2 separate regions of the Anas platyrhynchos genome follow, and region 1 is linked to region 2. Evidence: chromatin contacts called from public Hi-C data. All regions are on one chromosome and are shown on one strand. The core of a region is the stretch at or near the end of the contact, and the rest is flanking DNA. Distances in the headings are between cores, read along the strand shown.

What was found. A called contact is a pair of places that touch in the nucleus more often than the background predicts.
Region 1: a contact with region 2 is called in a Hi-C map of subcutaneous adipose tissue, with 5 times the contacts expected there. The contact joins two enhancer-like sites. A contact is called at or near these places in 4 of 8 Hi-C or Micro-C datasets (F1 follicle, skeletal muscle and subcutaneous adipose tissue).

Annotation. Positions count from the first base shown.
Region 1 is chr1:130,955,460-130,961,719 of IASCAAS_PekinDuck_T2T, forward strand. It overlaps ARHGAP6 (Rho GTPase activating protein 6), which reads left to right. Exons shown (of 13, transcript XM_027447629.3): 11 at 2,622-2,881; 12 at 5,173-5,253. Among named protein-coding and RNA genes, the nearest start is that of MID1, 130 kb to the right of the region's middle. Within about 2 kb of position 2,417, at least 1 of the 8 cell types and tissues checked has an H3K27ac peak or open chromatin away from gene starts, as enhancers often do. A contact at or near this core is called in subcutaneous adipose tissue, where this site is marked.
Region 2 is chr1:130,740,898-130,746,660 of IASCAAS_PekinDuck_T2T, forward strand. The region is part of intron 1 of ARHGAP6 (Rho GTPase activating protein 6); the gene reads left to right. Among named protein-coding and RNA genes, the nearest start is that of ARHGAP6, 96 kb to the left of the region's middle. Within about 2 kb of position 4,189, at least 3 of the 8 cell types and tissues checked have an H3K27ac peak or open chromatin away from gene starts, as enhancers often do. A contact at or near this core is called in subcutaneous adipose tissue, where this site is marked.

The DNA.
Region 1 (6,260 bases), core at 1,167-3,666, 210 kb after region 2:
TGCAAAATTTTTGTTTTAAGGAACATATGGAGATTTATGTTTTATTTGGAAAGCTGCAAGCCAAAGACTTTTGTTCCTAAATATCATCTTAAGGTTATGTATGTAAAGCAAGTGTATGAGATCAATTTCTGGCTGAATAGTATTTAATCTATTCTGATGGTTTCTTAGAACAAGATTAGCAGAGTCTACAGGCATTTTCTTTAAGACTTTTTTTCTAAAGAAATTTGAAAATGATATTAGATGTAAATAATTGCATGAGTTTACTAGCAGAAATAGTAAATGAGGTTAAAAACTTGAATGTTCGGACCTTTCCAAAAACTTGACAGTTTCCATTTAAGTAAATTTTTATCAGGAGCTCTGTCTTGAGACAAGCTAGACTATAAGAGATCATTCAAGGTAAGACATTTAATCAGTGTTTCACAAAGCTCAAGTTTTTGTTCCCACATTCTTTCATTTGCATTTCTTTCCCCTCCTTCCTTGTGTTACCTTGCCATGGCTAAATGGTTTGATACCTCCATTGCCCTGTGCAACATAGTTAGGTTCTGGTCCTGCAAAGATTTACATGAGATAAGCCTAACTGGTGTCAGTGTAAGTGTTAAGCAAATCTGTATGGTAACAGGATGAGGTTTAGATCACACTCAGTCTAGAAAGCTGGAAAGAAAGACTTTTGGTCACAGGAAATCTGCAGATACCAACAGTTTTCCCCTTTCCTCACAGATCTTTCTGACTCTCTTAAAATTCCTTGAGACATTGCTTATATGCATGTCATTTTACCTCACACTCACTGCTTAAGTGTTTCGTTGTTGTGTTGGTTTTGTTGGTTTTGGTTGTGTGGTTTTGTTTTGTTTTGTTTTGTTTTGTTTTTTAAGAACTTAAGGAAAAGGGAAAAAGAAAGAAAGAAGCGTTTTAGTTTGTTATAGCATTTTACAAATTTAAAATCCAGTTTAAATACTGTGGCTTCAGTTTGTGACTGTAGATTAATTCACCCTGTGCTCGTCTTCATCTGGGAAGCTGAGATGGGAAGTTACATAGCTGAGGCATGATTTACAATTAGTTTTAATGACTCTCCAACATTACCATGCCAGCCATGCTGTTCCCAGGGGACAGTGCCTGGGACAGTGCTGCCTAGCTAAATGGCAACTCTGGTTTTGTGAGTTGGCCCCAGTTAAGGTTCAGGATCAGTTCAGTGGTGGTTTTCTTGCTGGGAGATAACTAGGAGAAAACATTATTAATTCAATCCCAATGTTTTATGGTTCCTTTTACACTAAAGGGAAAAAAAAAAAGAATATTGAAAAACAGAACAGAATAATCATGATGTCGAGTGTATATATTTTATGTTTTGGGACACAGCACTTGTAAGTCAATAAGGGGAAAAAAAAACACTGCTTCAAAGTGGTATTAAGTTTTGTCAGTATCTGTGTATTAATCTTTAGTCTGCTGTGGCTAGCCTGTCTTACCACTGTGTGTTTTCTTTATTTTCCTTCCTCAGTTTTACTTCATTTGTCTGGAAAGAGGGTTATTGTTCCATAACAAATAATGTACTTTGGCTGCTCACTGAGTTCAAGCTGTCTTTGGATTTGACTCTGAGAAGGGCTGGCCATTTTCAGTATACAAGAAAGACCCTCTGTATTAACACATGCAATCAGAGCAGATATTTATGTGAGGTCACTGATAAAAAGTGTTTTGTTCAAGAGAACAGCAAGCATAAGATAAACATCTAAGAAACAAAGATCAAGGTTCATAGAAATGAAAAAAAAAGGAGTAATAAAAATATAAATTATGGGCATACAACAGGGGAAAAAAAAAAGTACATTTGTTTACAGAGTATTTCTACATATGCTTTGGGAGGTTCCATAGCTTACAGATTGCCTCCTGTCTACATAATAAACAGTAACAGTTCAAGAAATCTCCCTCAGTGTCCCCAACACACTTTCAAAAAAGAGGGGTTTCTTTCTGAGCCTGGGATGTACGTTTTGGTGGGTGTTTCGTGTACTTTTTTCTTTTTTTTCTTTTTTTGGTTGAAATTAAATGCAGTCTATGCTGAAATGGTAAAAGAAGTTCTAGAAGTTATTGCCAGAGCCAATTGTTTGCTGCCTCCATCAGAAATACGATAGTAGTACTCTGTAGAATATTTACCTTCTGATGTCTCTAGAGGAGGATCCTTCTCACAGTGTTAGAGATGAGCTAAGTATTTGATTTCAGTGACTGTGTATTCCTTTAGAATGGAAGAAGTGATTTTAGCATACTGCTTATCATCAAACTAATCTTCCCCATCATGCCCTCAGATTTATTGTTGCAACAAGCAGAATTGTCAAGGTAACATAAGGAATTGATTCACTGTTTAATTTCCTGTGGTGAAGTGTATGATTGTGTGGTTTTCGTTGTTTTTTTCATGATAGCAACATCTTTTGATTTTTAGTGGCCTCTGCTGGCCACTTCATGGCAGAAGTTTTACTCATGGAAAATTCACGTCTATACTGCTTCTGAAGTGTTTTCATTTCAGCACCTGTGATCATACTTTTGCATTTAATTTTATCTGTATGATGTCAAACTGCACCTGTAGCTGTGAATATAAAGCATTTTTCATTAACAGTAGTTTGTTTAACAATATTTCCCAGAAGTCCTGAGATGCTGCGGTCAGAAGGTTCCTACTCCACAGGAGAAAGACACTCTTCCACAGACTCCAACAAAGCTTCGAGCGGAGATGTCTCCCCGTACGACAACAACTCCCCAGTACTTTCTGAACGCTCACTGATGGCAACGCAAGAAGAAGTTGCCCGCAGTCCAGATAAGCTGTACAGGGTGCCTGAACAGTACACCCTGGTTGGTCATTTGCAGCCTAAGACAAAGGAGAATTCTTCTGCATCACAGGCTGGAAAAGGTATATCCTGCTCCTGTTCCACTTTCTAAGTGACCAACATAGGCTTCTGAAGTATCTGTAAAGTGTCGGCTCTATATTGTCAGCTATCAAGAGTTGAGGTTATTGTAGTGTAACAATCTCACAAGAAATGATTTTTTTTTAATTTTTTTTTCCTGTTGTGCTTTAAGTGTTTGCTCAGAACTCCTCTTTAGCTTAGCCAGCTGCTAGGGATGCTCCTAGTGTGGCATTTGTCGAAACTTGGAGCTTTTGTTTAGTAAAGCAGAACTCTGTATGTCCTGCTCTTCAACCTTGTAAAGACTGTTTTTTCTAATGCTGCTTGGCAGGACTGTAATACCTACAAGGTTATGCTCTAGACTTTGGAAAAACCTGAGTTTAAGACATCATGCTGTAAATTTTCTCCAATTGAAAAGAATGACCTCAACTCCATTGCATCGTAGAACATAGCTGAGCTGCACAGCTTTACATCTGTTACCAATAACACATCTAGCAATACTAGAGCAGGGATCCATAATTTCCATACGTGTCTAGGGAGTGCACACCTGAATGATTTCTTCTGTAAAGAACTGTTGTTAAAGCTGGTGGCTCACCTGCACTCTCAGATGATTTTCATTTTAAAATGTAAAAAAATTATTAATAACTACTACCATGAAATACATGTGTAGTAAGCCAAACTTTAAGGAATGTCAGTGCTTAGTGGTACAGATAACTGTTTGGTGGCATTTTAAAAAACATTTGGTTTTAGAGGCAGTGGTTAGGTGATTAAGTTCCCTTTTGGAATTAATGGGATTTAGACTATTATCTCAATTGTATACTTTATAAATGCCACTGGATATTATTTAGATGTATTCAGCATCTAAATCTCTGAATAGGTTTCAAAATGTGGTTAGGTTTCTAGTAAGTTATCAACAGGAAATTACATGAAGCTTTATCGTATTAACCATCTTTTGGACTGTAATATGCATAACAAAGTTGACCATGATGAATTAGGAAATTTCTTTACTGCCAGATTAAATCCAAAAATGGCACAAAATGGTTAGAATCCAGCACAAGTGACATGTGCATTTGATTAAATCTCTGTTATGTGACAGTACTTTCTTGTAAGACCCAAGATGCAGGTTGCTATAGCATGCCTTACAGTGGCTGGTGGGGCTGTTTGAGGGAGCATTCTTTTCCTTAAAAAAGTACAGGAACTAACTTTTCTTGACCAAACCTTCCTGTTTTGTACAAATTTCCCATTCACACAAATACAGACTGGGCAGAGAATGAACTGAGAACAGCCCTGAGGAGGAGGACTTGGGGCTGTTATTTGATGAGAAACTAAACACGAACCAGCAATGCACTTTTGCAGTCCAGAAAGCCAACCATATCCTGGGCTACATCAAAAGAAGCATGGCCAGCAGGTTGAGGGAGGTGGTTCTACCCCTCTACTCCACTCTTTTGAAACCCCATCTGAAGTCCTGCATTCAGCTCTGGGTCCCCCAACACAGGAAGGACATGGATATATTAGAATGAGTCCATAGGAGGTCCATGAGAATGATCAGAGGGCTGGGGCACCTGTCCTATGAAGACAGGCTGAGGGAATAGGGCTGTTCAGCCTGGAGAAGAGAAGTTCAGCCTGGAGAAGAGAAGACTCAAGGGAGACCTTATAGCAGCCTTCCAGTACCTAAAAGGGGCTACAGGAAAGCTGAGGAGGAACTCTTTGTCACAGAGTGTACAGATAGGACAAGGAGTAATGGCTTGAAACTAAAAGAGGATAGTTTTAGATTAGATATTAAGAAAAAATTGTTTACTCAGAGAGTGGTGAAGCACCAGAACACAGGTTGGTTGCCCGGAGAAGCTGTGGATGCCCCATCCCTGGAGGTGTTCAAAGCCAGGTTGAATGAGGCCCTGGGCAACCTAATCTAGTGTGAGGTGTCCCTGCCCATGGCAGGGGGGTTTGAATTAGGTGATCTTTAAGGTCCCTTCCAACCCAAACCATTCTGTGATTCTATGACTTCATTAAGGCAGAAGACAGTGGAAATTTCACTCTCTCAGCAAGCTCAGGTGTCCTGTCCATAGACAGATCACGAAATTCATTATACGATCTGAACCTGAAACAGCAAGTAATTGCAGACAATACATTTGTTCTGTTTGTGTTAGGTGCACAGTAAGCCAGTTGCATATGTTATCAACTCTGATATTTTACATAAATTTTTATGTCAATTCAACTTAATATTCTATTTATGTGTTTTTAAATAATGATTTTAAAAGTACTGATTCACCATCTTCTTCCTGCTCTTCTTCCTATTCAGATGTTTCAGAAGATCATTTTGATATCTGGGGCACCTGGCATTCAACACTGAAAAGTGGCTGCAAAGATACAGGAATTACAGGTCAGAAATTTCTCAGAAGTTTTAAACACAAAGCTAATAAAAGCATAAACATTTCATGTTTTGAGAAATCACAGCGAAACAAATAGGAAAACTCATGTTGCCGAGAGTTAAATTTGTACATAAGCCACTTACCAGATCTTGGACTTTTAAAGGGTTGTTCAATAAAATACAGAGAAGCACAATGATTTTACAAATGTGACAGTATTTCAAGCTGCTAGAAGATAATTTAAAGAGTCATCTTCAAATTACTTCAGAAAACAGTTTTATGTAGTTCTAAAACTCACTAGAAGCTGGACACCTGGTGGAGACTTGAAAGTAGCTGCAGTAGTGGCATAAGCACAGCCTGTGAGGCTGGAAGCTCTGGCTCTGCCTGGGAATAGTATGGTCTTGACAAGTTATTGACCCATTTTGCCTTTTGTTTTCCCTGCAATCTGCACCCACCTCACAAAGAAACTGTAAGACTGAAACACTTCCTGCATCGAAAGATGCTGTGTGCTGTAAGGCTTTATGTTAGAGCAAAGTACTTGAGTCACCCAGAAATGCAATAGACACAGTTTAGATCAGAAACATTAGAGGTTCACACAATAACAGAATGGCTGAGGTTGGAAGGAACCTCGCGAACTCATCTGATCCAAGCCCTGCACAAGGAGGGCCAGACAGGCTGGGTTGCCCAGGCCTATGTCCAAGTGGCTTTAGAGTGTCCCTAGGGAAGGAGTCTCCACAGCCTCACGGGCAGCCTGTGCCAGCGCTCCATCACCCACACAGCACAGAAGTGCTGCCTGATGCTCAGAGGGAGCCTCCTGTGCTCCAGTTTGTGCCCAGCACCTCTTGTCCTGGCACTGGGCACCACTGAAAAGAGCCTAGCTCTACCCTCCATCTGGTAGCCTGACAGATGCAAGGCTATTGCTCTGTGTCCCCAGGTTCAAAGGTTCAGCCAGTGGGTGGGGGGGGCTGATAAACTTTTAATTGTGTAGCCTAATGATAAAAGCCCTTATCATTCTTCTGTG
Region 2 (5,763 bases), core at 2,939-5,438:
TATCACTTCTGTTCCCCGCACATTTCCTAGTGGTGATGAGTTGCTGTCTGAACTGTGACAGCAAGTATTTCTCACCATCTGTGTGGGCATACCAACTACATCCTTTCAGTCAACTGAAATATAACTTCGGCTTGTGTCTTCTTTTCTCACTCCCTGCACTTTGGCTTTGCTGGAAGGAAATGGGGAGATTCATGGTACATGGTACTTGGTACATGGATGGGAAAGGAAGTCGCAATTTGGTGGTGGGATTAGTGGGATGGTCTGCAGAGCCCAGGTGTCCTGTTCATGTGCAGCAAAGACCAAGTAACGTCTCCCTCTCCTGCATCCTCTCTCTCTCTCTCTCTCTTTCAATTTTTTTTTTTTTTAATTTGTTTGTTTGTTTGTTTTTCTGGTGACACTTCATTTAGGTAGTAAGCATTTGTTTCACTTCATTGGGACTGCTTGGGGGTTTGAACACCCTAATATTTACTAGAGCTCAAATGTTCTTTCAGACCTAAAAGTTATTTTATACCCAATTTTATTCTGTATTTCCCTCTGCTTCAAAGATAGTGATCATGTGCTTTTAATACATTAATGTTTCTTTAATACTTACTCTTTGCAGAGATGTGTGATTCAGCATTGCCAAAATCAATAGTTTGAATTAAATTAAGCTATAAGATAGTAATTTTACAACAGTCTTCATTCTGACACTATCAGAGGAGACGATTATCTAGCAAAAAAGTGGCAGTTTTGCATGTCAGCAGACTTGTTTGGATTTTTGTGTCGGGAAATAAGTTTAATTCTATAGATTCTGATCGATAAAGTATGTGAGACGCTTACTTCAGTGACAATTTTCATATAGACCAATGCTGCAGCTCTAGGTAGTAATGCCACCCAGTGGACGAATGGTGTATGCGAAGCTAACAACAAGAAAAAAATATAGTAAAAACACTCATTTTTCTGAAGAAATTAAGATTTTACTACTTTTCCATATTTAGTAATTGTCTTTCTGTTTTCTTATTTTTTAAAAAAAACAGTATCTGAAATTTTATTGTTATCTTCTCAAGTCATTTTGCTGTCTTGCTGTTATTAAAGTAATAGCAGTATATTAATATCACATGAAAATTGTACAGACAATGCAGTTCATATCGTGTATGAGATTCCATGATTTCAAACATAATTTTATCTTTGGATAGAGTAACAATTAATGCATCTCAATCTTTTATGAATCAGATGTTTGAAAAAAAATAAGAGCAATCAAATGTTTTTTCTTATATTGAAATGTTCTTAATATACTTAATAATTCCTGATATACAAAAGAGAAAATGAGTTGTGTTGAAAATTTAAAATTCAATTTTACTATTAATGATATATTTTTTCCCAGGAGAAAAAGCTCAGTTCACAAGTTCTTGTGTACTTAAACTCCAGAAAATAATGTTTTCTGGAGGAAAACTAGAAAAACATGTGAGGGTTTTGTTTGTTTGTTTGTTTGTTTGTTTGTTTTTTCCTGGTGAGTCCTAAATGCACATTTTTGGGATCTTGAGATCTAATCAGTAGTGAATTTGTCCTGAAATCACTGATAAAATATAATTATGAACTTACAGTCAGATATGTTTCTTTAGGCACAGTCACATAGTAGACCACCCACCCTGAAGTTCTTGGGAAGCCCTTGGGTTAACATCGTTAACAAGGGAAGAAGTTTGGCAAGTTGCATATTTCTTTGAATACATTTGTGCTGGTATTTCAGCCTACAGAGATGCACAGCACACTGCTTGCTACCTGCTAACTTGGTGTTACTTGAGCATTACTGGGATAGTACTGAGCATTATTTGGCATTGCAAAGGCTGCTCAGGCTGCTGGGGCATGGTGGGGTTTGCTGTGTGCTGGTTGCTGGAGGCAATGAAGGCACCTGAGAAGGAGCATGGGTGTGTGGAAGGGAGCACCTGGATTTAATAACTTCAGTTCATCCTTCACCATTTCCTCTGTCTGTAATGGTCTGGTTGGATTGTACCAGCTGGGTGGGAACTGAAGCAGAGCAATGACTGGTGCTCCAATTTCGATGTCGAAATGCTGCTTGTGCCCACTGTCAGGTCTCATGGTGAGAGTTTGTTAGATCTGCTCACGAGCTGCTGAAAAACAAGTTAATTTCTCAAGTAATTGATTGCTTGGCAGGTGGAAAGAGATCAAATTACTTGCACTTACGTTACTTGGCAATCTTACTGTTTCTGTTGTGTTGCGAGGGCGACAGCATCCATCATGGTTCACAGCCACACTGCGGTTAGTCACAGGCTGACCTGCATCAATGCTGCCCAGATTTTGGAAAACTAAATCCTCCCAGGCAAGCTGAAGCCTTTGCCACCCCAGCCAACTGATGCTGAAGGGCCACTACTTGATGCCTGTGCATATTGGACTTATTTGGAGCTATAGCTGCAGGCATGTGAAATACCACCTGACAGTGTATGAGTGTTTCGCCAAGTCCTTCTGCTACAGTTTGGATTTTCCTCTTGCTGTTTTCCTCTGTCTCCAGTTTGATGTCTTCATCCCCACCCAAGGTCTGCAGTCCCTCCTGGCGTGGGTGGTGGGGAACAGTTTGGGGACATTAAGAGGCTGCCCCACCATGGGCAGCAGGAACAGGAATGGACAGAAGAAAGCCAGCATAGGCTTCAGTGCATCTCCTTGCTTTATAGCTGCTGTTTCAGCTAGAAAACCTGTTTGTGACCAAAACCTCAGCCCAATGATTTTTTCGGGGGTCCACTAATCAAAAGATATTTCATCTTTTTTGAGCTCCTCATGTTCCATCATGTTCCATTCTCCTTTTTTTTTTTTTTTTTTTAAACAGATAAATCGTTATATGTTGTGTTTTACATATAGGAATGGGGAGAGAAGTGGTTGATTGGGAGTTAGAAAAGTACACTGTTTTCCTGAGCAGGTTGTCAGGCCTCCATACTGATTGCTTTTTGTGGTAGAAGAATGACTAATATATATATTTTTTGAAATGATTCATTTAAAAGAGCTCTGCTGGGTGATTTTCTTTATTTCCTGTGTGTTCGTACATGGCATTTCGTTGTGACTCTGAAAGGAACAGCAAGACATGATTAGAGCATGTACTGATGGAGATGTATTGATGTTAAACAAGCAAAAAGCTGAGGTCTGTGAGTCAGGAAGTGAGTCTTTTGCAGCATGTTTGCTGCAAAACATGCAGCATCAGTTTTGAAACGTTTGTTTCATCAGTGTGGAAGCTGGATTCCTCAGAAAGTCAATGATATACAAGTTAACCTTACCAGACTCAGATTAATAAAGTATATGTATGCAGCTACGTAAAATAAAAGGAAACGTCATTCTTGTTTGTTTATGTACAAGTATATACAAGTTTATGCGTATTTAACCATAGCAGAGCTACCCTGGTTGCTGCACGGGACATCTGTGATGCAATGAGTGTCAGTGATTCACTGATACAGAACATGAGGACGCGTGTGATGACTCATTTCTTCCCTCCCGCTTTCTTATTCCACTAATCTGAAGAAAAGCTTAACAACTTGTACCAGAACTTAATGAACCATAAATACAAGCCCTAACAGTATGACAGTGAGATGTATTTGATTGTGGATTGTTTCCCGTAAAATTCCCTTAAGAGAAATAAGATTACATTTATTTTCCTCCAGATAAAGAAGAATGAACTAGACAAAACACTGGAGAATTGCTGCAGAGATGAAGATTGCAGCAGTGTCCATTTCTGATACCCAACTTCAGCAAAGCTTGATAGTTTTGGGGAAAAAGATAAATGGAAAATGAAAAGAGATCTGTGCTCTTCAAAACTTTGAAAAAAAGCCTTCAAAAATTTCTCCCATTTACAAATAGAAATTTTCACTTGAACACTTCTGACTTTTCCCACAAATCTGGAAATAAATAAAAAAATAATTTTTTTTTGGAAAAAAAAAAAAAGTAAAAGATACTGGATTTTTTCCTCTGAGAAGGAAAAAGCTGAGCACCTGCTGCGCTGGTTAATGTGGTATCTGCTTTAGTAAAAGGTTTAGATGGACTAGTGCCTCTAAAGGTTTAGATTTTTCTGTTGGATTTTTCCCTTCCCCTTTGGTGTCTCTGACTCAAAATGATTGATTTTTGCTTAGCTTGCCATTTGATGTCAGTTGTGATTCAGCTTTTCAGGAGGGAAGAACTGTATTTCAAAGACCACATGAGGGAGTTCTGTGCTGTGTATCTGTCTGCAGGCAGATCTCTTGCTAATATGGGACACTTCAGCTTCATGGTTTTACCTTGTTGAAGGAAAACACTTTCTTCAGCAGTTCTCAACTTTTTCCAGACCAAAGGAGTCTCTCATTAGCTCAAGGCTGTTTTCAGTGGATAGTATTTGGAATTTATTGCTTAATAATGGCAGATGCTGAGTTCTGGCACACAGGCATCCCACTCTGTGCCCCATACACTCTTGAAGTGTGTGTGTTGTGGAAAGATAAGTGAGGGGAAAGCAGGCGTGGTTGTTTTATTTACTTTCTGCTTTCCTCTTTTCCCACCTGTGTAAGTGCAAGTGTGGTTAGATCTTACCTGCAAAGAGCCATTATATCACACTAACTCTAGTTCATGTTACAGTGTCTTCTCTGTCAGAAGTGTTTGACAAACCCTGTTTATTTGGCATTTTAGATTTCTGTAAGTAATCTCAGAGCATCACCCTTTCTGCTTTATGGGAGATGCTTTGCTTTAAGGCTTGCATATACAAATTCCTTGCAGGTGCATGGATAGGCAGCTGCTGCACATTGCTAGGGATCCTCTGAAGGCCTGTACTATTCAAGCATTAAAATGAGGTCTCAGGGGTGGATGCTGCCAGAGCTAGACTTTCAGCAATTCATCCACTACCTACTGTTCCCTTGAGGAACTGGAGCCTATTTTTTGGAGGAAATAATACCACACATTTAAAGAGCAATTTGAAGAACCGTGCAGAGAGCATGGCAGTCACTTACCGGTCACTCCAGAGAGGAAAATTACATGTTTGAGAGGATGTTACAGGAGACTTGCAAGGAGCAACCCACTGCTTGGGGAGCAATGTCATCTCTCCCTGAAGTGTGATTCAACAGGTGTATTTCAGCTACTTTTCCTAGCTACAGATGGCCTAGCACTATGCTGGGTAGAGCAAAGTACATCTATAGTATGGCTTTAAGCCCCCTACTGCCAGCTTTTCCCATTTTCCCAAGTGGCATCTATGCCAAAGATGGAAATATTTTTTATATATATATATATATATATATAAATATAAATATAAATATAATTTCCCCTACAGTATCTCATCCGTGCATTCACTCCTCTTTCATGAAACTCCAGAGGTCATAATTCAAAGGCTGCAAGGAGTTGAAAACACTGACATGCTTAAGGCAGTACCATGTGTGGTGATCATACAGAGCTCTGTCAGCTAGCCAACGCACTTTAGTTTGGTCAGTGGGAGTAATTGAAAAAGAGTTAAGGTGAAGAAAGCATGCTGTCTGACAAGAGAAGTAAATGATCAAGCAACCCTCTCAGCACTCCCTAAATAGCTTCAAATAGTTCCAGGAAACCTTTGTTTCATCCGAATGGAGAGATGTGAAATTAGACTTGAGAAGAATTAGCTTCTTGGAGCAGTCTCAGTGGAGCAAATGATAGAATGTGTTTTTGTATGGTGATAGGATTAAAACATACAAGGAACGCAGCTGCTGGGTCGCACCTCTCATTATAAGAGCACTACACTCCGGTGCCCTGCGAAACATGGTAAACACTCCACGTTGGAATATCCATTGCAGTCAG